2 separate regions of the Zea mays genome follow, and region 1 is linked to region 2. A link is a contact called in public Hi-C data. All regions are on one chromosome and are shown on one strand. The core of a region is the stretch at or near the end of the contact, and the rest is flanking DNA. Distances in the headings are between cores, read along the strand shown.

Evidence for each region. A called contact is a pair of places that touch in the nucleus more often than the background predicts.
Region 1: a contact with region 2 is called in a Hi-C map of bundle sheath, with 2.5 times the contacts expected there. The contact joins the promoter of LOC113687189 here to the promoter of pht7 in region 2. A contact is called at or near these places in 3 of 25 Hi-C or Micro-C datasets (bundle sheath, tassel and an unstated tissue).

What each region holds. Positions count from the first base shown.
Region 1 is chr1:207,076,916-207,079,708 of Zm-B73-REFERENCE-NAM-5.0, forward strand. It overlaps LOC113687189, which reads left to right and starts at 1,483. Exons shown (of 1, transcript NM_001367494.1): 1 at 1,483-2,793. The coding sequence starts at 1,848.
Region 2 is chr1:206,929,269-206,931,968 of Zm-B73-REFERENCE-NAM-5.0, forward strand. It overlaps pht7 (phosphate transporter protein7), which reads right to left and starts at 1,411. Exons shown (of 1, transcript NM_001112347.2): 1 at 1-1,411. The coding sequence starts at 1,334.

The DNA of each region.
Region 1 (2,793 bases), core at 233-2,732, 150 kb after region 2:
AGCCGGAGAAGGAGGAGCGATGATTGAATGGTCTATGGGGAGGAGGCAATTCCTAAATAGGGAGGAACCTAGGAGGATACAGTGAGGTTATGAGCTGACTGGCCGAATGGGGACTCCAGAGGCGGTGACAATGTGCGACTTGTGGGCGAGTGACGGCTGGCATGGGCGAGCGGGTGGCTCACGAGCAGCACAAGTGAGCAATAGAAGCACCGACATGTGCGTGTAGTCTTGCCATCTTATTGCTAGTTTGGAAACTCAAATCCCCTCAACCCCCTCCAATCCCGGGGGGATTTGAGTTAGTGTTGGTCGGTTGGGGAATGAGGAATGGGGATTGTCGAATTTGGTTTCTAGTTTGGTGGGCCGAGACCCGAGATACACCCAATGGACTAATCTGTTAGTAGCCTCATGAGTGGTACACCTATTTTCCGGTTAAATCCGTTAAGTGAGGAAAAACGAGTTTAACCGAAATTAGTTCGGTTAACTAGTATAGGCAATCAAAGTGACCACCATTTTTCATTTTCCATTCCGTCTTTTTTTTGTTTTTTTTTTTTGCCCAACTTTGTCTATAATGATGTATGAGAGAAAGGCCGTTGAAGAAGATATGTCTCACACCGACAGCGGTCTCAGGATATTGTGTTGATTGCTCGTGGAGTCATCAAAGGTTGAAGTTCGAAATATACCTAGAATCTATATTGAAACAGAGAGTCGAAGGCTATGATATAAAAGAAGACAAGTGAACTGGGGGTGAGGGTGTAAAGGCCTGTTTGGTTCGTGGCTAACTACGCCACATTTTGCCTAAGGTCAGTCGTTTAAATTAAAGAACTAATCTTAGTCAGACAAGTTAGGCAAGTTGTGACAAGTTAGACAGGGAACCAAACAAATGAATCCAAACACCGGGGTGAATTTAGTTTTTTTTTTTAAAAAAAAACTTAGATTGGCAAGACGGTGGATACCAACCATACCAATTATCCCGTGTACAGATCGGTATGGTTTAGCTCCAGTATCGACTGAGCTGACAGGTCGACAGACCCACTGTCTAGCTGGCCGAACAGTCCCACGTTGGAGCTAGGCTGATCGGTACAGACCATCAGCTCGGCCACATCACATTAGAGAGGAGAGAGAGAGACACCGAGGTTGAAAATAGCTTCTCGCGATAAAAATGCATGCATGTCGCGCCTGGTGCCGCACGATATTTTAGTTGCACCCGCACGAATCTTGATGCAAACAAAGCCGTTGGATAAAATGTGGTGGAGCACGTGGTTGTTGGAGAACCGCGGCTGCTTCTGCTTTGGCTCTGCGACTGCGAGTGGGAAACGCGTCTCCCTCCACCGGCGGGCGGGGCCGTCCGAAACGAGACGGCATGACCGAGCGCGCGGCTGGTGCGGTGGTCCCTGGGCGCGCGCACTGCAAATGCGGCGGCAGGTAGGCCGCGACCTCCAGTGCAAGCAAGCTCCAGCTGCGCCGTCCCTCTCCCTCCCTCCCTTCTCATCGTTTTTAATTTCCATCACCTGCAATGCAACTGCAGCCCACGCCGCGTGGTCAAGGTACGCTGACCGACAATGCCTCACGCCTGCAGCTGCCGCTACCAGCGGCGGTCACGGGTCAATGGGCACGTTCACACGCACGGCTGACTGCCTGCCTGCCATGTCCCGCCGCGTTCGCCGGCAGTTCGACCACTACTAGTAGTACCGAATGAGGATGAATGTGCCTGCCTGCCATCTCCCATCCCCATCACCCTCCTCTGCACAGACTGCACTGCACTATCCAACTCGGAGCTGCATTGGCACTGCCACTGCTGCACCGCTCTGCCTACGCACGCCACGCCTTGACCGGTTCCAGTTCCGTACATGGACGCGCCCACGGCGTCGTCGCCGTCCTCGTCCTTCCCCGGCACGAGCTTCGTGGTCCTCTCCGTCTCCATCGTCGGCATCCTCGCCACCTCGCTCCTGCTCCTGGCATACTACCTCGTCCTCACCCGCTGCGGCCTCCTCTTCTTCTGGCGCCCGGGCATGCACGACGACGACGACGACGTCGCCGCCGGGCCGGGCCACCGCCGCCACGTCGTCGTCACCGTGCACGACGAGCCACCACGCCGGAGCGGCATGGAGGAGGCGGCCATCCGCCGGATCCCCACGTTCCGGTACCGCCACGGCAGTACGCGCCTCGTGCTGGCGGCGGAGGCCAAGCAGGCCGCGTGCGCCGTGTGCCTCGCCGACTTCCGCGACGGCGAGAGGCTCCGCGTGCTGCCGCCCTGCCTCCACGCCTTCCACATCGACTGCATCGACGCCTGGCTCCAGTCCGCCGCCAGCTGCCCGCTCTGCAGGGCCGACGTCTCCGACCCCGCCGCCCTTCGCTGCCACCACCACCACCTCGACGTCCCGCTCCCGCGCGCCGCCACGGACGACGTCGCCGTAGATGTTGTTAGTAGTAGTCCTACTCCTGCCTCCGCAGACGCCGCCGGCGAACAAGAGGCTGTGCCTTCTCATGAGACCGCGCACCGGAACAGTAGCTGCCGCAGCTGTAGCATGGGGGGAGGGGGAGGAGGAGGAGGAGACGGCTGTCTCTTGCCCATGCGCCGGTCGCTGTCCATGGACTCCAGCACCGACAAGCGCTTCTACCTCGCGCTGCAGACAATTCTGCGGCAGAGTTCCGGCGCCTCCCAGGCTGTCACAGCAGGAGGTGACGGCAAAGCGGAGAGCAGCAATGCCGCCGCCGACATTGGCCCACCATCGTCGAGGAGGTTGCGCCGGTCTTTCTTCTCGTTCAGCCAGAGCAGGGGATCCCGAAATGCCG
Region 2 (2,700 bases), core at 161-2,660:
GACCGCAGCCTGGCCGGGAAGATCTCAGCGGGCACGATGAACGTGGTCGCGTTGGGCCCGAAGTTGGCGAAGAAGAAGGTGAGGCCGTACATGACGATGAAGCCGATGTGGTGCCCCGGCGTCGTCCAGTGCTCGTACGGCACGGCCAGCCCCAGCATGAACACCGTCATCATCAGGAACCCCGTCACCTGGATCGCGAACCGCCCCAACACGTCGATCAGCGCCACCGTGAACCAGTAGCCGGGCACCGTGCCGCACAGCGCGATCAGGGACTGCGCCCGCGCGATGCTGAACAGCTCCTCCAGCGCGTTCATCGTCGCCGCCTTGGGGATCCACCCCACCGCGCTGAAGATGTCCTTCTGGAACAGGTTCTGCGAGTAGAAGGCGATGTCCAGCAGGAACCACGTCGAGGACGTGCCCAGGAGGTGCAGCCCGTGCCGGCGGAGGAACTCCCCGGAGAAGAGCCCAAAGGACGCCGACGCCGGCGCAGGCGCAGTCGCAGCCGCAGCCGCGGCGTCCTCCTCGGGGGCGCCGGCTGAGATCTCCACCTGCAGCACCTTGGACATGTCAGCCGCGGCCTGCTTGGCGTTCTTGGCCACCAGCGCCGTGTACCGCGCCGTCTCGGGCATCTTGGTGCGCCAGTAGTAGGTGAGCGCCGCGGGCATCGCGCCCAGCATCAGGATGATCCGCCACACGAAGTCGGCCTGCGGCGGCGTGGAACCGGCGGGGTCGACGGCGTAGGCCGGGGCGGGGAACCTGGCCTTGAACGACGCGGACACGACGATGGCCACGAGGCCGCCGGCCATGATGCCGAAGCCCTGCATCGCGAACACCGCGGCGATGAACGCGCCGCGCGTCTTCTTGTTGGCGTACTCGGACATGATGGTCGCCGACAGCGGGTAGTCGCCGCCGATGCCGAACCCGAGCCAGAAGCGGAAGAAGCACAGCGTCGCCATGACGGACGCCGGGGTGTGGCCGAACGAGAGCCCCGACGCGACGGAACAGAGGACCATGAGCATGAGCGTCATGCCATAGACCTTCTTGCGCCCGAGCTTGTCGCCCAGCCAGCCGAAGAAGAGCTGCCCTGACAGCGTGCCCACGAAGGCCACGCCGTTGACGGACGCGGACACGTGCGGCGGGAGGGTGCCGGGCGTCGCGGACCCCTCCACGGTGTAGTAGATGCGGCCGAGGAGCTTAGTCACGAGGGAGATGCAGAAGAGGTCGTAGGCGTCGGTGAAGAACCCCATGCCGGCGACCACGATGGCGGTGAAGTGGTACCATTGCGTCTTCGCGGTGTCGAGCGCGGTGAGCACCTCAAGGTCCCCGGCGGCCATTGCCGCCCCGCCTCAACCTGTCTCGTCCGGCGGCGGCGGCTACGGCTTCAATGCTTGGGTGGTCTATCTTGGTCTTGGGGCAGCGAGGGATGAGGACGGCCGCTATTTATAAGCGGCGGAGAAGGATCTTCTTCCCAACGCGCCCGAATATTCGGCGCGGCCTCCCCAAGTGCCCATTGCCGTTTGACCGTCGAACGCATTGGTGGTCTGTGGGGCCCACGCCACGGACACCCTGTTGACTGTTGCTTCCTCGTTGCTTGGCAGGCTTTTGGGTGGGTCAAATCTCAGATGAGCTGTTTACACACGCTCTTTTTGATGCTTGCCAAAAGCACGATTATGTGCCATTGATGAAGGTTAAATCAAAGAAGTAGTAACACACACATGTATATACAACTACTAAAAACAAAATTCTCCGTCCTAAAACAATTACCGCTACGTTATTATTCATATAATCATATCGGTCAAAGCTTTTCAAATTTAACTAAATGTATAGAAAATATTAACAATATTTGTATCTCTAAATAAATCTATTATAAAAATAGATTCAAATGTTTATCCAATGATATTAATTATACCTATAATTATTAATATTATTTGTATATATTTGATAAGTAAAAAACATTAAACTTCTTAAAAACGATAACTCCAACTACTTCACCTATATTTTAGAGCTATTTTCACCCAGGGCGCGAGTCGCGGCATGCGCCAAGCGCCGCTTGTTCCTGCGACCTTTCCTCGTTCCTTTCCGTCTAGATCGGATCTAATTTTAAGCAAAATATAATTTTATTATTATTTGGCTATAGAAAAAATTATAAATCATCTCTTGTAAGTTATCCTTTTATTAATCGTACAAGTTGGTATATAGTAATATTATTTTCTGAAATTTGGATACCTAAAATATAGCAACGCATATATAGACCATATATAAAATCATTATGTTTTAATTATAAAATATTTTGAATTTTCTAGATACGTTTTTTACTGTGTCTATATAAATAGTCAATATCTAGACGTATAGAATAATAGGAAAAAACTATACATCTTAATAAAAAGCTTAAATATCTTGTAATTCAAAATAGAAGAAGTACCTCTTTAATTAGTTGTGGTTGTTAGCATATAGATAGATTCGTTAGGCACTACCGGAATCCGACTTTTAGTTGAGTGCTCGCCGCTTTGACAAATGTTTTTTGTCGGGTATTCGGCAAAAAAGTTTTTGCCGAGTGCCGCACTCGATAAAGACCTACTCTTGGTAACGAGCGCGTTTACCGAGAGCATGACGCTCGGCACAGAAATACACTCGATAAAGAAATTTTTGCCGAGTGCCAAACACTCGGCAAACAGCGGTTCTCGGCAAAGGGTCGTCAGC